Linked DNA regions of Canis lupus: region 1 is linked to region 2. The links are chromatin contacts, called in public Hi-C maps. All regions are on one chromosome and are shown on one strand. The core of a region is the stretch at or near the end of the contact, and the rest is flanking DNA. Distances in the headings are between cores, read along the strand shown.

Region 1 (4,811 bases), core at 1,063-3,562, 240 kb after region 2:
TGGAAAAGGTGGTCCCTGCTTTTAAAAGCACGTGTCTCAAAGAAATGCTGACACGGCAGACACACCAAGTTCACTCAACTTTGGGAATAAACATCTGCACAACTGAAGTGGACACACAACCTTCAAACCCCCCTGCAGACGGTGCAAACACATATTACTGGTCATGCCAGCTTTTCTGCAGTCATATTCAATCCTTCCAGACTCCCTGGTATATTCTAGGGCAAACGGGAACCAGGACTTAACAACAGATTTTTTTTAAGTTAATGATTCAGGCAATTCTTGGAATAACTTCCCCTTGAGAAAATGTAACTAAGAGGTCCTAAGGAAGAGACTCCCCAGCTGCTGAGAGCTCAACTCTGGAAACTCCCTCTTTTTCGGCGATGCCTGATGCTCCCTCAAACAAGTCGCAAAGTTTAATGACCCTGGAGAAGCCCTTTTTTGCCTCCAGTGAACTTGGAACTCTTTTCAAATACTCATTAGGTCGCTCCATAAATGTTTACCGGATTGAAGTGGGAAACAAAAAGCACTGGAGACCTAGCTCCAAAAAAGCCTTGCTCCCTTCCCCACCCCCACCCCCACCCCCACCCCTACTTCTCCAAACTGGGAGCTCTGGAGCTGAGACTTTAGCCACTCAGCCATCTGAGCCCGGGAGGTGATGACAGCCAGGAGGTCTGGGCAGTGGTTCCCAAAGCAGGACACCCACTGTGTGTGGGGAAAGGCTGGGCGCCCTCCCCGAGCTGCCAACCCTCCCCGGGGGCGGGGGGGGGGGGGGGGGGGGGGGGGGAGTGCTGATGGGGTGGGGGGGAGCTGATGGGGTGGGGGGGAGCTGATGGGGTGGGGAGCTGATGGGGTGGGGAGCTGATGGGGTGGGGGTGGGGGAGCTGATGGGGTGGGGAGCTGATGGGGTGGGGGTGGGGGAGCTGATGGGGTGGGGAGCTGATGGGGTGGGGGTGGGGGAGCTGATGGGGTAGGGGGTGGGGGAGCTCATGAGATAGGGGGGTGGGGGAGCTGATGAGGTGGGGGGTGGGGGAGGGTGGGGGAGCTGCTGGGGTGGGGAGCTGATGGGGTGGGGGGGGAGCTGCTGGGGTGGGGAGCTGCTGGGGTGGGGGTGGGGAGCTGAACCGCAGGCACGTCCTGCAGGGGTCCCAAGGCCCCAGCCCCTCCTTCCCGTGCAGAGGTCCCCTGCTGCAGCCCCAGCCCTCGGGAGCGAGCAGACGTCTCGGGAACAGGGCAACGCAGGGCAGGACTCGGGAGCCGCGCTCCCGGGCGCGAGTCGCAACTTGCCGGGCTCACGCAGCAGAACCGGCTCACTTTAATGGCTTTGCCTTTACTGCCCCGAGCCGTCCCCTCCCGCCGCCCCCGCAAGGATCGGGTCACCGAGCCCTCGGGGGCGTCGGGCGCAGGACGGACGCGGGAGCCGGGCCCGGGGTAGGGGTTGGGGTTGGGGTTGGGGGGGGGGGGCTGCGCCCCGGGCTGGCTGGAAGGAAGAGGAAGCCCGGCCCCCGCCCGCCGCCCGCCGCCCGCCGCCCGCCGCCCCGGAGGTCGCGGGGCCCCGGCTGCACCGCCCGCTGCCCTCGGGGTCGGCCCCGGGGGCGCCCCCTTTGTCTGGGTGTCCCCGTCCCGGCGGGCGACGCCTGGCGCGAACCCCGGGCTCGCGGGGTCGGAAGCCTCAGGCCCGGCCCGGGCCGCCGCGGTGGGGGGGGGGGACCCCGAGGCCCGCGCGCCCGCGGACGCCGCACCCCAGCCCCCCGCGCGCTGCGCCGCCGCCTCCCCGCGCCCACGCGCGCCCCCGACCCCCCCGGGCGAGGGCGCGACCGCCGGCCACCGCTCGGCCCTCCTCACCTGCCTGCACCGTGTCCGAGAGGTCGTGCCCCGGGGCCGCGGTCCTGGGAAATTCCTTCAGTTTCCGGGCGCTGAGGTTCAGCCCCCCGGAATTGGCCGCTTCCTCCAGCGCGCGCTCCAGCCCCCGGTTCAAGGGCAGGTTGAAGCCGCCGCCGCCGCCGCCGCCGCCGCCGCCCGCGACCCCGCTGCCCGCGGCGGTGCCTCCGTGGTGCTGCTGGTGCTGGTGCTGGTGCTGCTGGTGGGCGTGATGCTGAGGGTGCAGCGCAGCGGCGGACAGGGCAGGGACGAAAGCCTGGGGTTCGCTCCCCGGCGTCGCCATCTTCCCGCGGGCCCCCCCACCCCGCCCCGCCGCTGCTGCGGGGGGGTCGCAGCCGGGCCCCGGGACCCGGAGGCTGCGGTGCGGGCCGGGCCCCCGCAGGGCCCCGCGGCGAGGGATCCTGCCGGACCGGAGGGCGGGGCGGCGGGCGCGCGGGCCGCGGGGCGGCGGGGGCGGCGGGCTCGGCGGGCTCGGGCTCCGAGGCTTCCTGTCCCCGGGAAGCCGAGGACTGCGGCGGCGGCGGCGGCGGCGGCCGGCAGCGCGCATGTGTCTCCGCCCGGCCTGCGCCCTCCTCCCGCCGCCGCGCGCGGCTCCTCCTGCTGCGAGCTGTCAGTCCAGCCCCGCCCCGCCCCCGCCCGCCCCAGGCTCCGCCCCCGCCCCGCCCCCGCGTGGCTCCGGCTGCGGCTGCGAGCTGTCAGTCCAGCCACGCCACGCCCCCGCCCGCCCCAGGCTCCGCCCCCGCCCCGCCCCCGCGCCCTCCTCCCGCTGCTGCGAGCTGTCAGTCCAGCCCCGCCCCGCCCCCGCCCGCCCCAGGCTCCGCCCCCGCCGCTCCCCCGCGCGGCTCCTGCTGCTGCTGCGAGCTGTCAGTCCAGCCACGCCACGCCCACGCCGGCCCCAGGCTCCGCCCACGCCCCGCCCCCGCGCGCTTCTGCTGCTCCAAGCTGTCAGTCCAGCCACGCCCCGCCCCAGGCTCCGCCCACGCCCCGCCCCCGCGCCCTCCTCCCGCCGCCGCGCGCTGCTCCTCCTGCTGCGGCGAGCTGTCAGTCCAGCCCCGCCCCGCCCCCGGCTCCGCCCCACGCCCCGCCCACGCCCCGCCCCCGCGCTGCTCCTCCTGCTGCGAGCTGTCAGTCCGGCCCCGCCCCCGCGCCCTCCTCCCGCCGCCGCGCGCTGCTCCTCCTGCTGCTGCGAGCTGTCAGTCCAGCCCCGCTCCGCCCCCCGGCTCCGCCCCCGGGTCACCTTCCCCTCCGCGCCGCACGCTTCTGGGTTCCCTCTTGCTGCTCAGCGTACCGGGGGGCGGGGGGTAGGGGGGAGAACGGGGGCCGAGGGCTTCTAGGGGCTCCGAGAAGACGCCGGCGAGGCTGCAGACCTCGGGGGTTCCAGTGCAGTGACATCACGAGGAGGTGACGGGTTATCTCAATTCTGCGAACGACTCTGGCTCTTTGACCCGCACACCTACCCCCCCCCAAGAGGCCGTCGTTCTTCACGGTGGGGTCAGACCCCACCCCCCCCACCCCCCCCCCACCCCCCCCCACCGCCCCCACCCCACCCCCGCATGTGGGTGCCTGCGAGCACTCAAGGCGGCCTAAGCAGTCTACGTTCATCATCTCATTAATTCCAGGGAGTCCGTGGGAGGAAAAGTGGTTCCCCCAGACTACAGAGGAAGTTAGATTTTTTTTAAAAAAATATATTTTATTTTACTTATTTGTTGTTTGGTCTAAGGTCACACCCGTGCAGCCAGAGGCGGAGCTGGATGCGGATTGTAACCCTCGCACCTGTAGGGCTGCCCTCGTCCCCGATAGTCCTGGGCCCGACCCCGGGGGCAAAGAGACCAAGGCAGAGTCGGGTGGAAGGTTTTCTGAGCGATGGGAGGGCCGAGGGGACGGACACGGAAAGGAAGGACTTTGTAAATGAGGGTGGTTCTCGTGCTGGACGGGATCCATCCTCCCGGGCCCCAGGTTGCATGGTGCAGACGAGGTAAGGAAACCGGTGACCCCGACTAGCCGGTGACTCAGCACAGGTTGGGCCTGCGCCCAGAGCCCGGCACGGTGTCCCCGTGCGGCTGAGGCTTGCCCCCCAAAGGACCTGGGGACCGACGCGAAAGCAAGTTCCCGGTCTGCCCAGACAGAGGCTGGCACAGCACGGGCAGCAAAGGGCCCACCAGCTGAGGACTGAGAAAACCCCACTGCTCGCTCTGAAGTCGCAGCTCCAGCTCTCCAGGGCCTTCATTTGCGAGGTGACTGTCACCAGGGTCACTCCAGGGGGCTTGGCTGGGAGACAGGAGGATGCATGTGGGAAAATCCTACAGCCCTGCAGGTGGGTGAGCCGGGCTCCCAGACGGTGGTGCAGAAAGATGCTGATGGCCTGGGCAACAGGCTGGAAGTGTGACTTCATGTCCTGGGCACTGAGGTGTGACCTGATGTGTGTCACTTGCGTTGACTGCATGCACGGTGGCCCTTCCTTCCTGCAGGATTCTAGGCGGAGTCAAATGTGCTGATCTGGTGGAGGAGACAAGCGCCACCTGCTGGCTTCCTCCTCCCCCCAAACCTCCTCTCTCACCAACCTCTATTATCCCCTCAACCTCCCAGACGTTTAAAAACCGGGCTTGATATGCTATATGTTGGCAAATTGAACTCCAATTAAAAAAAGAAAAATAGATTGTCATTGTGTTTCAGACAATCGTTTGACACAGCTCCACGCCTAAGCTAGTCTCATTCTCATTGCTATCCTTTGTTCCATAAGCTCTTAGCTTCTTTTAAAACTAATGTTTCTGTATTATGCACACAGAAATACTCATACAGTTTTATACAAATTCATGCACAGAATCTTATGCACATTGTAAATGGTCTTAGTGCTTGCAGGCAGTCTATTTTTTATAGCTTGTAAAAATAAATAAATAATAAAATAAATAATAAAAACCAGGCTTGAAAACAAA
Region 2 (4,542 bases), core at 505-3,004:
TATTAAATAAACACCTTCTAACCTTCTTCAAATATTTTCCATCAAATAACTTGCAAACCTGGGTATGCTATCTTAGTTGTGAAACTCAGCTTGAAGAAAATTCCCTTTTCAGTGATTTATATTTAAAATAGAAAGTGGAAAGAAATTTTCAATTCAATAGTTTCTCAGAATACAATCTTTATTTTGATTAGATAAACATTATTTTTGGACTGAGTCTCAATCGATCTGCAGGTCCACAGGTTCGGCCCACAGGGTAGGTCAGTCCACAGGTCAATGGGCCACGGGACAGATTCTTGCATCCATGTTTATAATGTCACCTCTCACAGAGGTCATTTCAACAGCATCAGCCACATGATTTGCAGGGCTCAGTGCAATAGGAAAATATGGGAAATCCGTGTTAAAAAAAAAAAGTATTAACAATGTGGAATAGGAAATAATTTCACCAAGCAGAGAGTTAAACCAAGTGCAGGGTCCTTCTGAGATATGAACCCTGTTTTTGGGCTTATACCCCCATGAAACTAGTCCTGTCTTTCATATTGTATCATTTACACTCAGTCTAGCTGTTGGTTTTAAAAAAAAAAAAGTTTTTTTTTGTGATCAGATTTAATTTTCTCAAAAGCCAAAGTACATGCACAATCAGTTCAATTATATCAAGTGAAAAACAAAAAAATCAAGATTTGCTGTAAGTTATCAACCAGCAACTATTAATTCAACTAAGTTATATTCAGAATAGGGAACACGGGTGCAGTGTGTCTGCTATGTGTCCGGCGCTGGAGATTTGAAAGGACTCTTCCTGCGGATGGGCGGTGGGTCCATGAGCCGTTGCATCACACTGCCCATCTGAAAGGAACGTGACCCTAGGTTAGTAACTACACCGGAATTAAAATAAAAGATAAAAATGATGCCTGTTCAACTCCAGCTACTAAGCAGGTGACCTGCAAAGATTTGGGGGATGGAGGCTCCCAGACGCGGTATTATAATCTTGTTTTAAAATACTTTCAAAACCTGCTTGGAAATGTTTTCCACCAGTTAAGTGGGGCCAGACCTTGACCCCTGGGGAGAGGGTGGGCGGCGCTGGCTGGTCCCGGGCCAGGAATCCCTCACCAGCCACCGAGGGAGGAGAGGCCCGTGACCCTAGGGCGGAGGAGCAGGTGCAGAGGGAGGGTGGGGACCGTGGGGGCGGGGCCGCGGCTGGGCGGGGCCAAGAGGCAGAAAGGGCGGGCCCTGATTGGGCGGGGCCAAGGAGAAGACGGAGCGAGGCCGAGGAGCAGAAGGGGCGGGGCAGTGACCGGGCGGGGCCATTGAGAAGGGGCGGGGCCGCGGAGCAGAGGGGCGGGGCCGCGGCTGGGCGGGGCCAAAGGAGCAGAAGGGGCGGGGCCGCGGCTGGGGGTGGCAAGGAGCCTAGGGGACCCACGAAGTACGACCCGGAAGTGGGCGTGCTCTGAAGTGGGCGAGTTCTATCGGCGCGGAGTCGAGGCTGGGCGGTGCCAAGGAGCCGAAGGGACCCACGAACCACGACCCGGAAGTGGGCGTGCTCTGAAGTGGGCGGGGTCTGTCTGCCCTGAAGTGGGCGGGGGCGAGGGTCGAGGCTGGACCCCTGCTGCCAAGGAGCCAAAGGGACCCAAGTATGATCCGGAAGTGGGCGTGCCCCGAAGTGGGCGGGCTCCGCGGGGGCGGGGCCGAGGCTGGGCGGTGCCAAGGGCCCCCCAGGGACTCCGGAAGTACTGCCCGGAAGTGGGCGTGTCCGAGCGTGGGCGGGGTCTGCGGGGGCGGGGTCGAGGCAGAGCGACTCCAGTGTCGGCGCCCGCGGCCATAACGCGGCCCCGCCTTTCCGCTCCCGCTGCAGCTCGGGTTCCCGCCGCCGCCGCCGCCGATCGCGAGGTAAGGCCGCGTGTGGGGAGGGTCCTAACTGTCCTCGGTGTGTCCGCGGCTGCGCCGGGGCCCGCGGCGAGTCCAGCAGGCCTGATCCCGGGCGCCGCGGCCGGGACCTCGGCCGGGCCCCCTGTCCTTACCGGAACTTCCCCATAGGACTGCCCTGCGGCCTCCGAGCCGCTGCATTTACTTGGCTCCTTGCACTTGGCGTAGCTCCTCCCCCCGGCCGTCTGGGCCGGTCGCCGCCGCGCGAAGTCCACGCGTACCCGGTGCGGTGAGACCCAGACCTCAAAGCGGTCACCGCCTGGGCAGGCGCGCCTGGGGGTCGCTCCCGGATGACGTCACCCGGGAGGCGGCGCCCGCGCCCACCTGGGGGCCCCGAGGTCTCTGGAATTGGAAGAAGCAGCGTTGGTTGGTGCGCGCGGTGGCCCGCGGGTGACAGTCAGGGGTGGAATTGAGGCCGCTCATCTCGGGGGCGGCCCTGTGGGCTGGAGCGGATGGCATCCCCGTGTTATAGACGGGGAAGCGAGTCCTAGGAAGATCACCTGGCTTGGCGGCAGCAGCAGCAGCAGCAGCAGCACGGGGTGGAGCCGGAGGGTGTGGCCCCAGAACCAGCTCTGAACCTGCTACACCTCGGCGCTGGCGGAGGCCGCCCCGTGCCCCCCCCCCCCCCCCCCCCCCCCCCGGCTGTGCCTCGGTTCTGCGTAGCCGGGGCTGACAGACTGGAGATGATACGACCTTCGGCCAGAAAAGCAACCTGGGACCATTGAAGACAGGCTAAGGTGTTTGGGATTCGTGGATGCTCAGTGTCCCGCCCGTGGTGGTTTAAAAATGTATATGTGGGCTAGCCAGGTGGATTTTTATGATGGGAAAGAGACTATGGCTTATACACGGTTAAAATGCGACCAAAGTATATATGGAGGGTTTTTTTTTTTTAAGATTTTGTTTATTTATTCATGAGAGCCAGGCCGAGGGAGGAGCAGGCTCCACGCAGGGAGCCCGACGCGGGACTCGATGACTCGATCCCGGGACTCCAGGATCACAGGATCACGCCCTGGACTGAAGGAGGCGCTAAACCGCTGAGCCCCCCCCCCCTCCCCCCCGGGCTGACCCGTATATGGAGTTTTATTCACCTTTATGTCTTTGTCAGCTCTTCATCGTTTCAATTTCATGAAGTTTTGATGGCATCAGACTTGAAAAAAAAAAAAAAAGGTGGGGATCCCTGGGTGGCTCAGAGGTTTAGTGCCTGTCTTTGCCCCAGGGCTTGATCCTGGAGTCCCGGGATCCAGTCCCACCACATCGGGCTCCCTGCATGGAGCCTGCTTCTCCCTCTGCCTGGGTCTCTGCCTCTCTCTCTCTCTGTGTCTATCATGAATAAATAAATAAAATCTTACGTTCACTAGGCCAGCGGGATTCCCTCCATGCTTGTAGCTGCCCCATGGAGATGGCCAAGATTTCTTCTCTGCTAGTTACGTGGGCAAGCTGACCAAGTTTCTAGAATTGGCAGTATACTTAACACCGCTGAATCATACACTTTAAAAATGGTTAGGACGGTAAATTCTATGTCAAATGTTTTATCACAGTTTTTAAAAATCAAATAAAAAAAAATCAAAATGACTAACAGTTGCCCGGAGGCATGTCAGGCCTGACCATGGAACATGTCTAGGTATCCGTGAAGTGGTAAGTCACCTGTATTAAAGCCCTAGGCTCCCGTGTAGGATTGATTTTAGTGGGACATACAAGAAGACAAAGTAGGAGCCTAAGTTTTAATTTCTTGTGTATAATTAGGATGGTGGCAGTGGAAATTTAAAGCAGGGTGGTAACTTTAAGACATTTCACACATAGATTGGGCAAGACAGGCATGAATGAAAAGAGAGACAGGAAAAGGAAGGAAAAAATGGTTTGAGGGTGAGAGATAGACAATTTAATTTTATTTATTTTATTTTTTAAAGATGTTATTTATTCATGAGACAGAGAGAGAGAGGCAGAGACACAGGTAGAGGGAGAAGCAGGCCCCACACAGGGAGCCCAACGTGGGACTCGATCCCGGGTCTCCAGGATCACACCCTGGGCTGAAGGCGGCGCTAAACTGCTGAGCCACCCAGGGATCCCCGACACTTAATTTTAAATTGATTTTTTATTTATTTATTTTGGGAATGGGGAGAGTGGGGGAAGGGCAGACAGAGTAAGAGAATCCTAAGCAGGCTTCATACCCAGTGCAGAGCTCCATGTGGGGCTCCATCTCAAAACCCTGAGTTCATGACCTGAGTGGAGATCAAGAGTCAGGGCATTCACCTCACTGAGCCACCCAAGTGCCCCAACACTTACTTTTATTTATTTTTTTCTAAAGATTTTATTTATTCATGAGATGTAGAGAGAGAGAGAGGCAGAGACACAGGCAGAGGGAGAAGCAGGCACCATCCAGGGAGCCCGACCTGGGACTTGATCCCGGGTCTCCAGGATTAGGCCCTGGACTGAAGGCGGTGCTAAACCGCTGAGCCACCTGGGTTGCCCCTAACACTTACTTTTAGTTGTGGTTAGTTTTACTAGCTGGTGGCATATCTTGGTAGAAGGGTCCAACGGGACATTTAAATTCTGGCACTAATACAGGAGAATGATTGGGCCTAGAGATGCAGATTTAGATTCGTTCACCTAGAAAATGTGGTAGAA

What was found. A called contact is a pair of places that touch in the nucleus more often than the background predicts.
Region 1: a contact with region 2 is called in a Hi-C map of blood, with 2.4 times the contacts expected there. The contact joins the promoter of LRCH1 here to the promoter of ESD in region 2. A contact is called at or near these places in 2 of 9 Hi-C or Micro-C datasets (both in blood).

The regions. Positions count from the first base shown.
Region 1 is chr22:4,745,665-4,750,475 of UU_Cfam_GSD_1.0, forward strand. It overlaps LRCH1 (leucine-rich repeat and calponin homology domain-containing protein 1), which reads right to left and starts at 2,313. Exons shown (of 19, transcript XM_038569532.1): 1 at 1,843-2,313. The coding sequence starts at 2,161. It overlaps LOC119865121 (a long non-coding RNA gene), which reads left to right and starts at 3,161. Exons shown (of 3, transcript XR_005375979.1): 1 at 3,161-3,279; 2 at 3,599-4,192; 3 at 4,347-4,811.
Region 2 is chr22:4,506,069-4,510,610 of UU_Cfam_GSD_1.0, forward strand. It overlaps ESD (S-formylglutathione hydrolase), which reads left to right and starts at 1,755. Exons shown (of 10, transcript XM_038569525.1): 1 at 1,755-1,881.